Regions from separate parts of the Gossypium hirsutum genome. Here all the other regions are linked to region 1. Evidence: chromatin contacts called from public Hi-C data. All regions are on one chromosome and are shown on one strand. The core of a region is the stretch at or near the end of the contact, and the rest is flanking DNA. Distances in the headings are between cores, read along the strand shown.

What was found. A called contact is a pair of places that touch in the nucleus more often than the background predicts.
Region 2: a Hi-C map of leaf shows a contact between it and region 1, with 2.1 times the contacts expected there. The contact joins the promoter of LOC107950662 here to the promoter of LOC107940023 in region 1. A contact is called at or near these places in 6 of 34 Hi-C or Micro-C datasets (hypocotyl, leaf and petal).
Region 3: a Hi-C map of leaf shows a contact between it and region 1, with 2.9 times the contacts expected there. The contact joins the promoter of LOC107950614 here to the promoter of LOC107940023 in region 1. A contact is called at or near these places in 15 of 34 Hi-C or Micro-C datasets (anther, callus, cotyledon and 4 more).

Annotation. Positions count from the first base shown.
Region 1 is chrD03:10,246,537-10,250,898 of Gossypium_hirsutum_v2.1, forward strand. LOC107940023 (origin of replication complex subunit 3) reads left to right here and starts at 1,813. Exons shown (of 18, transcript XM_016873430.2): 1 at 1,813-2,009; 2 at 2,253-2,453; 3 at 2,527-2,701; 4 at 2,862-3,031; 5 at 3,129-3,256; 6 at 3,692-3,965; 7 at 4,092-4,169. The coding sequence starts at 1,938.
Region 2 is chrD03:10,477,107-10,481,468 of Gossypium_hirsutum_v2.1, forward strand. LOC107950662 (protein ROOT HAIR DEFECTIVE 3) reads left to right here and starts at 2,432. Exons shown (of 23, transcript XM_016885544.2): 1 at 2,432-2,557; 2 at 3,196-3,345; 3 at 3,799-3,822; 4 at 3,908-4,010; 5 at 4,332-4,362. The coding sequence starts at 3,296.
Region 3 is chrD03:10,090,480-10,094,841 of Gossypium_hirsutum_v2.1, forward strand. LOC107950614 (growth-regulating factor 4) reads left to right here and starts at 1,789. Exons shown (of 4, transcript XM_016885495.2): 1 at 1,789-2,429; 2 at 3,483-3,840. The coding sequence starts at 2,189.

The DNA.
Region 1 (4,362 bases), core at 563-3,062:
CCAGTTAACGTATTGAATCGTGTGTAGGGATTTAGGCTACTTTTAAAGTAAATTTAGAAACCTTCTAATTACACGAAAAATAATTGAAAAACTCTTTGAAACCACGTTTTTACAAAAATCCTAAAATTCACCATTAATAATCCAATTTTCAGCTTTTATTCAAAACATGCGATTTAATGACTAAAAACTTAGTTTTAAAGACTAAATAACATTCAAAACTATTTAGGAGTTGAACCGTTACCCTAGTTTACAAAAACCAAGCGTTTGATAAAAAACCCGAAGAAACCTAAAAACTTAACAATGGAGAAATCTATGGCGATTTTAGGTGTTTTTCTTGGAACTTTATAGAGGTTTATGGCTTGGGTGATGATAGAAATTAAAGGATTAGAGTTTGGAAGATCAAAATAGGCGATTGAGGTTGGGGGTCTCAAAGGGATGGCACAACAAAAAGGAAGAGAATGTTTCTTTTTTTTCTTTTATTCACGTCAAAACTAGGGTGAAAAGAGGGAAATATGGGTTGATTTTAAATTTTGGTTTAGTTGCCTCTTACAAGCTCAAAATTTAGACTTTTTTACAAATCAGTCCACTTTTCAAAGTAAAGGTCCTTTTAACATCTTTTTCAAAAACTGATTTAATTTTCTAAAAGCTATAGTCAAAAATATTTTCGATTACCATGCTTACAAAATTCTCGAGCACACTAAAACTAATATTCGAATATAACCCTAAAACTCCTAGGCCCAATTTTGGGGTGTTACAGTAAAACTTGTAGAAGAATTGGTTCTCCTAAGGGAAGGAAATATCTTTTTGTTTTCAAATTTCTTATAAGGGTTCTACTATCAAAATTTCTAAATTACTAAAATTGCCTACAAGGATACATTTTCCTAAACATGCCTAACTCATGGCTACTTGGATTGTGTATCAATACTTAACAAAAATAATAATATTCTAATAAAGATAGTTAAACTAGAACTCGAAAATATTGAAAACAAATTTGAAGATCTCCAAAACTTATAGTTATCTGTTCCTCCTTGGCTTTGATGCCAAACGAGTCTCGAGGATTTGAGGATGGATGGAAGTAAAGTTTCACTAAAAATGAAAATTTTCAACATTTAATATTTTAAATGTGTTTGATAATCATTTTAATTTTTTACTTAATATAAAATTTTCAATAAAAAAAGTGAGCAATAAGATAAGTAGGTAGGTAGCTACTTATCACTTAACGGAGAAAATATTAAGTTGATTTTATTTTATTAAAAAATTAAAATAAATTATCTTTTTTAAAAAAAATGAGATATTCAAATTACCATATGTATCTTTTATCCAAAACTCTCCAAAATAAAATAAAATAAAATAAAATAAAATAAAATATTATATTAATAAGATTAAATTTAAAAAAATGAATAATATTTTAAAATCAATCCTTCCTTTTACTAAACAACATAATTATATTCAATAATTATATTTAGTAATTTATCAAACAATTTTCTAATATAAATTCAACACTTATAAAATTTAGCAATAAAAATTCAGTACTTAAATTTTCAGCACTTAGATTTTCAGTTTATCAAACACACCTTTAGTTAATATTTTAATTTTTTATAAAATAATTCTTTTTACAAATTCATAATTTAATTTGTTTTATGTGGGCCTTGCAAGAATGAAAATGATAATACAAAAAGAAGTGGATGGCCCGTTTGAATTTGGATATTGAAGAGACCGACTAAGATCTAGAAATACGGCTAAGCCCACTCAAAATCAAGAGAAATATTTTTGTTTGACATTTATACCCCTGAGGCATTTCCCGCCAAAACTGAAAGGAAAGAACCCCTGGATTGGAAACTGGAATGTAGAAACTGGCTCACAAAAAATACCCATAAACCCTAAAAACGGCAAAAAAATTCCTCTAAAATCTATCAAAACGATCGAAATCAAAATCAATGGCTCCTTCGTTAAATGACGATTCGCCTCCTTCAACCATTGACGAAGCCTTCACCGAAAATAATCTCCAGGTTCCTTTCCCTGTGATTGTTTTTTTTTTAATAAAAAATGTTTTTGTTTCATTTCCAAAAAAAATTAATCACACTTTATACGTTTTTCTGCTTGGTTCTCAGAAAAATTCTTCGTTGTAAATTTATTTTAAAAAAATGCATGTCATATAGTTCATGGTTAAAGTACTTATTTAGTTAACTTTGAAGATGTTGAGGTTTTGAATAGATTTTTATTCATTATTTTTCCCCAAAAAAACATGGCAGCCGTTTGTTGTTCTTCAAAAAGGATCGTCTCGGAAATCAGATAGAAAATCATCAGGAACTGGAAGAACAAGGAGAACCGATTTGTCTTCAGCATCACCAAAGAATTCTGCGAATATCGAAGACGAAAAGGAAGATGAAAACATGAACTTGAGAATGGAAGCCTTTGAATTTGTTTGGTCAAAAATTGAATCAACCATTAAAGTAGGTAAAAATCCTAGTTTATTTATTCCTTACGCTTTTACTTTTCCCTTTTAAAAATTGTATAGCTTTGCAGGATGTTTTGAGAGATATTAATATGAACGTGTTTAGCGAGATACAAACTTGGGTGCATCAATCTTTTGACACAATCAGATCACTTGGGACTCCCGAGTTTCCTGAAGCTACTCAATCATTCCCTATTATAACTGATGCTAATTCTAAAAGGCTATTTACTGGTCTTGTTCTTACCAGTAAGTTTTCTGCTTCCTACTTTAGTTTAATTTTTGGTTGGAGTTGTTGCCCTTACCTTGTTTAACTAAAATTCTTTGGTCTATCTCGTTGGGTGCATGATGCATGCTATAAATATATCGTTTACAAAAGCTATTCTTTATGGTGTATGATGGTTGACAGAGAATATGGAGTTTGTTGATGATCTACTGACTTTTGAAGAACTTGGGAAACACTTGAAATATCAAGGATGCCATATTGCTAACCTTTCCTCACCTGACTTTACTGCCAAAAATGGGGTTGGTGGTTGCCTAAGAAGTTTATTAAGACAGTTTTTAATGTCTTCTTTGGATGTAAGTACTTGTAACAGCTCTCTTTGACTGTTGAACGATAATTTACTTGCAGTTTGTAACTTGAGCTTGTTCCTTTTTTCCCTTTTTGTTTGAGCAGCCAGCTGACATATCAATCTTAGCATCATGGTATAGAGAAGAAAACTGCAATAATCCAGTGGTTGTGATTATTGATGACATCGAGCGTTGTTGTGGGTCTGTCTTGTCTGATTTCATCCTTATGTTAAGGTATTATAGCACATCCTCTCATTCTTTTTCAACCTGAAAGTCCTAAACTATCTGGTTATCATTTACTTATCCACTCAGATTCTCCTTGCTCTGGATCAGTCTTATGATACTGCATTATGTTTTTTTTTAATGAAACCAGACTTTTCCTTGTTCTCAATGCTTTTGACACTAGGTTTAAATTCACTTTACTATTCATCTCCTAGTATAAGTGTTGCTTGCTGTTAGTTTTTGGATTCAGAGCCTTTTATCTAATATCAAGTTATTTTCTTGCTTTTATATCCAAATACATGCCTAACACCTGTCTTTATTATTTGCTCTTATATCCAAACGTAGTTTCTATTTTTTTTTCTTTTGGAAGTGAAAAGTACCCATGGTAACAAACAAATCACACTCACCTAATAATCTGTATTGCACTTGCCTTTTTGTTTCTGTCAGTGAATGGGTTATCAAGATTCCTGTTATTCTAATAATGGGGGTTGCAACAACGCTTGATGCCCCAAGAAATATACTTCCTTCAAATGCTTTACGGTGCTTGTGTCCCTTTGAGTTCACCTTGGGAACCCCAGCTGAGAGAATGGATGCAGTTGTTGAGGCTGTTCTTGTGAAGCCTTGTTCTGGGTTTATCATTGGCCACAAGGTAGCAGTTTTTATGAGAAACTACTTTGTAAGCCAGGATGGAACTCTAACATCTTTTATTAGAGCTTTAAAGGTTTGTAAGTCCATTTTGGCATAAACAAGGAGTTTATTCTTGGTTTTGCAGTGTTGCTGCTAACTTCTTGTGACTTTGAACATAATTGCATTCTTGCTGAAATTCTGTTTTATGGAGGTGTTTCAGATAGCATGCACTCAACATTTCTACACAGAGCCCCTGAGTGTCATTTTGCTTGAATTTGCTTCTGAAGAAGATAACTTGGTTAGTATCTTAGTATATTCTCTGACAAGGCCTTGTGCTTTTTCAATAATAGTGCATTCTTAATTCTTGATTTTTCTGTAATTTATCAGAAGGAATTTTTTAGCCTTGTTCTTTATTGTCTTTATGAATAAGCATTTGCTCTAGCGATCATATTTTCACATTACCAGGTTCTTTGGCTTTTATATTCTTTAAG
Region 2 (4,362 bases), core at 1,182-3,681, 230 kb after region 1:
TGTCGTTTGACTGAGAGTCAACTCACATTTACCATTAAAATTAAGTTGATTTTTAAAAACATCATAAGGTTGAGGGTATTTTATGCAATTATGCTTAGTTTTAATTAAACATGTTTTAAATTAATTAAATCTTAATTTAATTAAGCTAATGACATTGTTAATCCAACCGTCCACTATCAAATTTTTGACATGTTCCAATTGTTGTTTTAGAACTTAGGTTAATTGTAATTTAAGTCCTCGAATTATTTTTTAATTAAAAACCTATAGCAATTGGACTTTTATAATTTAGTCCTTGGGCCCTAATTAAACGTAATTTCGGCTAAATCACTTATCCAAAATTTAATTTACCTATCTAATAACTTTGTAAATATTTTTATTTAATATTTACGGGCTCAGTTTACAAAAAAGGGTCCCAAAACCGTATTTTTTGATACCATTAAAAATTGAGTCGTTACAACGTAGGTGAAGATCGTTTTGAAGCTTTAGGGTGAAGATCATCTCCAACTTATCTCATCACAAAATCAAGCCTTGAAGAGAGTATGAATTTAAATTTTTTGGACTTAAGTCTTTGGCATATACTTAGGGATATGTTGGAAAAGTTTTGGTTGATTTCAATGAAAGCTTTGGTGCTTTTGATTCATTTTGTAAATCTTGTAAATTGGTTTTGTATGATTTGGAATTGAGTATAAATAGGTGATATTTAAGGTTCAAATTGGCATATTTGAATGGTTTATTGGGGCATGTGTGAATGTTATAAAGGTTGAATTTGGTTGGTATATACCATATGAATGTTGCCATTAATGCTAGGAAGAAAAAAAATTCTTAAGATTTAAGGTGGCAAGATTGAGGTTGTGGTGTCAGGCCTTATGAAATCGCGACGAGTTCAAGTTAGTGAGTGAGGTCGTAACATGGAATCCATGAAGTCGCAACGAGCACTGAAAGTTTGGACTTTGCAATTTGGTCCCTAAATGACCTTTGATAACCTCGGGAGCTTTCGTAAGCTTGTTTCAAGCTTAGATAAGTGTTTGAATCACATTTAATTGTATTTTAAGCTTAACAACTTGAAAAAAAAAATTAAATTGATTTGGAGTGATCGTAGTTGCTTTGACAACGAATGTGGTATCTCGATACCTCGGATAATGATGTTGCAAGTATAATAATAAATATTAAAAATTAATGATAAAATGTAAATAAAATATTTTCGTAATTCAAGATTTACATCATCAAAAAATATACTTCTAATCAATACTTACTTATCAAATAGATTTTTATAATTTAAATTCAACACACTTAATGTTTTAATTGATGAAACAATACATAAATTAAATGCGTATTTAGAAGAGGTGCTAAAATTACATAATTCAGATGTGGCCTTTCTTTAAAATAAATGTTTGTAAAAAATAAAAATAAAATATTTGTACAATTAATTTATCATATAAAATTTAACTACAAGGGTACATTTGTTTTGTGAAATATTAGATTATGTTATGTGATAATATTATGAAAATATAAGATTATGAATGAAATGCGAGATTATGAAAATAAAATTGGTGCTCGAGGCCTGACCTACTTTTTGCCCAAATCCATATTTCGGCGGGCGTCGGGCCGGACCAGACCGTCCTGCCCATGGGCAGGTCTAGGTTTAACCACACTCATTTTTTCATTTTAAATTTGGTTTCTGGTGGGTTCCACACTACACACAACAGAACAGTGGAGCAGCCATGCTGGACCCATGCGGCTCTGAAACATGGGGTTATTAGAGCGTGTGTACAGTCGCTGTTAAAGCAGCCGATCACACACCGCCCACTTTTCGGAAAAATATATGGGCGGTTGATGGGCCCCGCTAGAATCGGTGATCGTGCAGCTGACCCCCCAACCAAACACAATTCCTACCAAAAACTTTGTCCTTTTGTCTTGGACAACTAATCAGATGCTTCCATCTCTGTACCTTCATTGGAGGTGTATGGAGACTTATTTGAGGATGCATGCATCTGAGTTTAATTTGTATTGATTTTTTTTAAATCTATTAAGATTTTTTAAAATTTTAAATTTAATAAAAAAGGAAAACTAATTATTATCGAAGTATTAATTACTGGGTCTAATTTTTTCTCTTTTACTTTTCAAAATTTACTACCTATCTCATTGCTAATTGAATTATGTTAAATTTAAATACATTATTATAATTGAGATTTAAATTTTCAAATCATACTTTTGAACATTAAAATTCTGCATACTCAAATTAATAGAAATGAATTAATAACATTACTAATTAGACTCTAATTTTCAAATTATAAGTAATTATCAAATTCTTGAAATTAAAAAGGGAAGGACTAAATTTGGAAAATCTAACAGATTTAGGGACTAAATATAAAATTAAACTTATTTACTTTGCGGTCTTTGATTACCCAGTCCAGCCCACTTTTAAAGAAAAGAAAAAAAAACAGTAGACTAAAGACGAGTTTCAAAGCCTCTCTCTATTTTTCTCCTCTTTCTCTGTCTTTCATTGACATCGATCTCCTCAGTTTCTGAGCTATCACTTTCAAACAAGATTCAATGGGTACGTTCTCGCATCGCATCGCATCGCATCGTCTCATCTTATTCTTTTCTTTTCCCATTTCTGTTTTGCCTTATTATTTTCTCTCTGTTTATAGCTGTTTTAAGTGATCCGTTTCTTCCTTTGTTTAGTTAATTTTATTCGGTTTCTTGTTTAATTTCTATGATGTAACTGAACCAGAGCGTTTTAGCATCCGCGCCGCCTTAATAATTTTGTTCTTTTACTATTAGTTAATGAGCGATGCGATCTCTTTTATGTTAAAATTTATATTTAAACTTGGTTTTTAGGTTTTTTAAGAGTTTCTTTAAAGTATTGTAGTCTGAAGTTAATTTTTCTGTTTGGATCGGGTCTATAGATAGATTTTATGTATACTGCATGTTTGGCTGCTGAGGAAACTGAAGAAAACTAAAAAAGAAAAGTGAAAAATCCGATTTTGCTTATCAGCTCCTTAATATTAAAGTTGCCAAATTTATTAAAGTTGCCAAATTTATCTGTCTGAATTAATGAATATACTAATTCTTTTTAGTTGAGATATTCTTAAATTTTCCTTGATCAACTGATATGGATATTTTAATCTTAAAGTTGCTGATGGAACCTTCATTCTCTTTACTTATACATGCTACGGACATTTCGCTTCACAGCCACGACTGAGGAATGTCATTCAATTCAACTTATTGATGGAGATGGATTGTTCAATGATGTTGGAACTGACCGCCTTATCAAGGAAATTAAGCTTGCTGAATGCGGGTTGTCATATGCTGTGGTTGCTATCATGGGACCTCAGAGCAGCGGTATGCTTTTATATCTTTATGACATCTTGCTTTATACTTGTCCTTTTCTTGGTCCTTAGGTGCCTATTCCTAGGTCATACTGAGCTGCTTATTTGTTCTCATTTTCTTTAATGATACTGAATTAGAAATACTTGGGTTGCATGTGAGAGTATGATAAACTTGGAGTTTGGTCACTGCAGCTTTGCACAAAGGCATAGTTTTCATATCTCACTTTGATATGAACTTGTTCCATATGGTATTATTGGAAACTTCTGTAGTTAGTTTTGTATATATCTTTCTTGCATAAATTTTTTTTTTTAAATTCTAACACATGCCATGAAAGATTTTAGTTTTGGTGTTTTATCATGGTAGCTGTGTAAGTTCTGATTGTTCCATTTAAAGTTTTATTTTTTTTTCCATGATCTCAACAGGTAAAAGCACACTGTTAAATCATTTGTTTTACACCAATTTCAGGGAAATGGATGCATTTAAGGGAAGGTAAGTTACGTTTTTCTAATAAGTAGTAACACATTGGATTTGTTTCAATTGGCTGAAAGAACTAATGGAATGTGCTTTTTCTCAGGTCTCAAACCACTAAAGGTATTTGGATGGCAAAATGTGCTGGTATAGAGCCTTGCACTCTAGTAATGGATTTGGAGGGTACTGATGGAAGAGAACGAGGGGAGGTGCTGTTGCTAGCTTGCATTCTATCATTTCCATATGTTGTCCAAAAATTGAAACTACATTATTTTATATATCATCAACTACTTTTGCTTGCAAAGAATAAAATTTTGTAACGTACTCTGGGTTTTAAGAGTTATGGATTAAGCTGGATCATATTAAGAGATGGAATTCCTATTATAATAGCGGAATATGGAGTGAATAATCTGTGTGTATATTTGCTTTGTTTATTTTTATCTGATCTTCACGTGTTTAATGAAAAATGGGGAAGGAGAGAGCTTACATTATTATTTATATATTTTCTTCATTTCTTTGCCACATTCCAGGATGACACAGCATTTGAGAAACAAAGTGCAC
Region 3 (4,362 bases), core at 539-3,038, 160 kb before region 1:
AAAAATCTTTTTAACTCTCTATTTAATTTTTCATCTTTCTAGTCTTTAATTTTTGTTTTGTTTTGTCAAATCACCTAAAAATGAATGAAAAATTTAACCTTTTTTTAAAACTTTTTTGACGTTGCATACATGTGGATAACACGTTAATATTTACTTAATTTTTAAAATTTTAAAATTAAAAAAATTATAAAAACTTTTTAAAAATTAAAAAACATTAAAATTTTAAAAAATATATTTTAAAATTTTAAAAAGTAAATTAAATTTTGACATGTCATCTAGATGGCAATCCATGTATATGCCACGTCAGCAAAGTAAACGAACATTAACTTTTCCATCAATTTTGGAGTGATTTGACAAAAATACAAACTCAAGAGTTAAAAGAGACAAAAAATTACATGGAGGGATTAAATAACTTTTTTGTAAAGTTGTAGGGCTAAAAAACTCATTATGCCAATTAAAATTAAGGTAAACTACATCCAATGTCAATAAACTATTAATAAGTTGATGTTTTGGTCACTTAACTTCAGTAAGTTACAAAAAGATCATTGAATATTTAGAATTTTTTATTTAAGTTACTGAACTATTCGAAAGTTTTTATTTAAGTCTTTAGGTTGTTAATTTTTTTATTTAAGTCTCTAAACTATTAATAAGTTTGACTAGTGAGCTCTAATTGACAATTCGATGATTGGTAAGGTGGATCAATATTCATTGATAAGTAGAAAAACATATTTTAAATCTAAGTTGATTCGATGGTCAATTTCGAAAATAAAAGAAGATAAATTTATGGATCTTTGTTTGTAGAATCATGACGTTGAAAATTGTTTCATGAAAAAAATAAACTATAGAAAAGAAGGGAAATGAAAACTTTCAATTGGTGTAAATAATGTGAATAGAAAAAATAATACAATATCAATTTTAATAGCATAATAATTTAAATAAAAACTATATAATAATTTATTGATAATTTTATTATTTTTTAAAGTTGAATGATGAAATTAATCTTATAAAATATATTAACACCGGTTTAGTTTTTACACATTTAAAACTATAGTGGGTCCTATCCTATTAAAAAACCCACGTCCGGACGCTAGAAAGATCTCGGTGTTTTATTAAGGTTTTTACAGAATTATAAAGCTAAAAAAAAAACAAAAAACAAAAAAAAAACCTACTCCTGAAGAGTAAAAGAAATATATATATATCTATACATGTATAAATAAAAAACTAATTTTTATACAGCGTGTAAATTTTTTTTAGATTTCATATGCACGTAAATAAGTTAACACTTATTTTTATTTTATCTGTACATATATTTTTAATTTTACAAGTAAAACTTAAAAAAATCAAATATATCTTAAATTATATATTATTTGTTACTAAATAATAGTTTTCTTAGATATTTAAAAAATGATCTACAAAAATGTGACAGTTAATTGAAAGATAATTTATCAAATAATAATTTTGCAGTGTCAAATGGTTCTTTCTCTTTATCCACATTTGACTGGTTACCGAAAGCTGTCTAACACATCACTTCATCTTAAGACAACACAACCTCTTCCCAACAACAACAAACAACATCTCTGGTTCAGACACCCCTTGTCCTTTTTTAGGAACTCTCCCCCTTTATTACCATTAATTTATCCAATCAAATTAAACTAATTAACCCACACTTAGCTAATTAAATTCAAGTATTTATTAGTCTAACCATTGACTCAATTAAGCCATAATTAACCCTAACATCATTGTTACGAGAAAAAGGGCTTTTGTCTTCCCCATTAAAGATGGGACTAAACTTATATTCAAAAAAAAAAAAAAGAAAAAACGAAAAAAAGATGGGACTAAACTTGGGCTTTGGGGATTCCTTCCCAGGCACTCCCTCCCCTTTTCTCCTTAACACATAACAAAGCAAAGCAAATCAGATATATATGTTAGATAGAGACTTTGTGACATAGTAATAGAAGGAACAAGAAATATGTTGGAAGATAGAGGTTCTTGTTGATCTATGTCCCCAAGTTTTTCTACTTCCTAGTCCTAAAAACATGTTACAGTTTGTGGGTTTAAAAGGCTTTTGAAGTTACAACAAGTGGGTTACCTTCTAGGAATAAAGAAGGAAAAAGTGAGCATAGCGAGTTCTTTTTTTCTCTTACTATTGATATATTTATAAATACAAGTTTCTTGGGTAGCGTTGGAGATGAATAGTGGCGGTGGAGGTGGCGGTGGTGGCGTTGGGGGAGGAGGGGCTGGGAGTGGTGGTGGGGGGATGATGGCAATAAGGACATCACCATTTACAGTGTCACAATGGCAAGAACTGGAACATCAAGCTTTGATCTTTAAGTATATGATGGCAGGTTTGCCTGTGCCACCTGATCTTGTGCTCCCTATTCAGAAGAGCTTTGAGTCCATTTCTCATAGGTTCTTTCACCACCCAACCAGTAAGCCCAACATGATTTTCTTTCATCTTTTATTTTTATTTTTTATCTCCCCTTCTCTTTTATCTCCCCTTTTCTTTTATTATTCTTTTCTAAACCTTTGATGTTGTGAATTTTTTTTTGTCCTCTGGGTGTGTTTGTTTTGATTTGAGGAATCTTGTTCAGTATGCTGGTGTTTTCTTGTAAAAAAAACGGATCTTTTTTTTTTTCTATATTGATCTCTTTATTTTGAAAACCATAATCAATTTTTTTTTTCTGATTTGAACCATAACCAGATTTTTAATAAAATTGGGGTTGAAATTGCTTCATACTTTTTTTTATGACTAAAAAATAAATAAATAAAAAGATTGCTCATTTGCAAGAGATGGTTTCCCCCTGGGTTTTAAGATAAAAGATTTTGATATGGTTGAGTGGATATTTAATTTTTCAATGATGCTTTTTACTTCCAGTGGAATAGGTTGGGAAACATTCCTTAAATTAATGGACTTTGAAGAGCTGTTGGGTTTTGGGGATAATCTCTTTACTTGCTCATTAAAATCACATTTCTAGGACAAAGATTAGTCGTTTTCGCTTTTGTCCTCAATTTTCTTACATACAAGTTTTAAAAGAAAAAAAAAACACTTGGTTCTATGTTTCAGTTGCTTTCCTTTCTTTATTGTTTTTGTGTGTTAAGTTGGTTTCTTCTGGTGATATTACCTTTCGTCATGGATTGTCTTTAAATTTCTGTTTCTTTTATAGTAGTTTATCTCAAAAGATTCTTCTAAGGTGATGCCAAATCCTTTTCTTCTGTATTTCTTTATTCATCCATGTGATATTGCTGATGTCTTAATCATCAAGTGTTATATCACTTTTTGACAATTCTTTATTCATATTTTGATACTTGTGATTTTAGAGTTTTCTAACATCATTGTTATAATTTATTATGTTGTCATTGTTGCTGATGTCCCGTTTTCTTGTTTTACTTGTAACTTACTTTCTTCTTGTTTTGTCAATCTCGTTCCTGTTTGTTGAAGAAAGCCTAGTAATGAATCAGAGTTTTTGAGTGTAAATTTGCAGTGGGGTATTCTTCCTTCTATGGGAAGAAGGTGGATCCGGAGCCAGGAAGATGCCGGAGGACCGACGGCAAGAAATGGCGTTGCTCCAAAGATGCATACCCTGACTCCAAGTACTGTGAGCGGCATATGCATCGCGGCCGTAACCGTTCAAGAAAGCCTGTGGAATCGCAAACTATGGCACAGTCATCATCTACTGTGACATCATTGACTGTTTCTGGAAACAGTGGTGGGACTGGAAGCTTCCAGAGCCTTCCGTTACATGCCTTCAGTGGTTCTCAACAAGTTACTGCTTCTGGAACTAATCAGTCCCATTATCATATGGAGTCAATCCCCTATGGAATCCCAAGCAAAGATTATAGGTAATCCTCATTTCATGCGTTTTAGTTTCGCATAATTTCATTCTTTGCATGTCATAGAAAAGAACTGAAACCAGAACTTGATTCCTTCATAATATTTCTTTTCCATTTACGACATTAAATTTTGGTGCCTTTTGTTTAGGGTAATGCCTACACAGAGAAAGGTTGGCAATTTTGCACCAATAATTTTTTTTGGAGGATTAGATTGTTAACCCTTTTCAGATTTGAATTCTGGAATTTCCAGCTGTGCGGAAGTGAAATACATCATTTGTTGGGCCCATATTTTTGATTGTGTGGTAGAAGTAAAATTGCAGATTCCTTCACATTTGTGTAAATGGAGATCTTGCAGAAGCTTTTAAAGTTTCTGTTGTGTTCAGGGTTCTGGGCCCTGCTGTCTTCTAAGATGGAAGTTAAAATCAGTAGTGTCATAGCAGAAACTTGTTCTTTGCTGACAGTGCTTTTTTGTTCTGTTTTTTGGTCCTCTTCTTGCTTTTGTTTTCTCCATGAAATTCGTTTTGCTGTCTG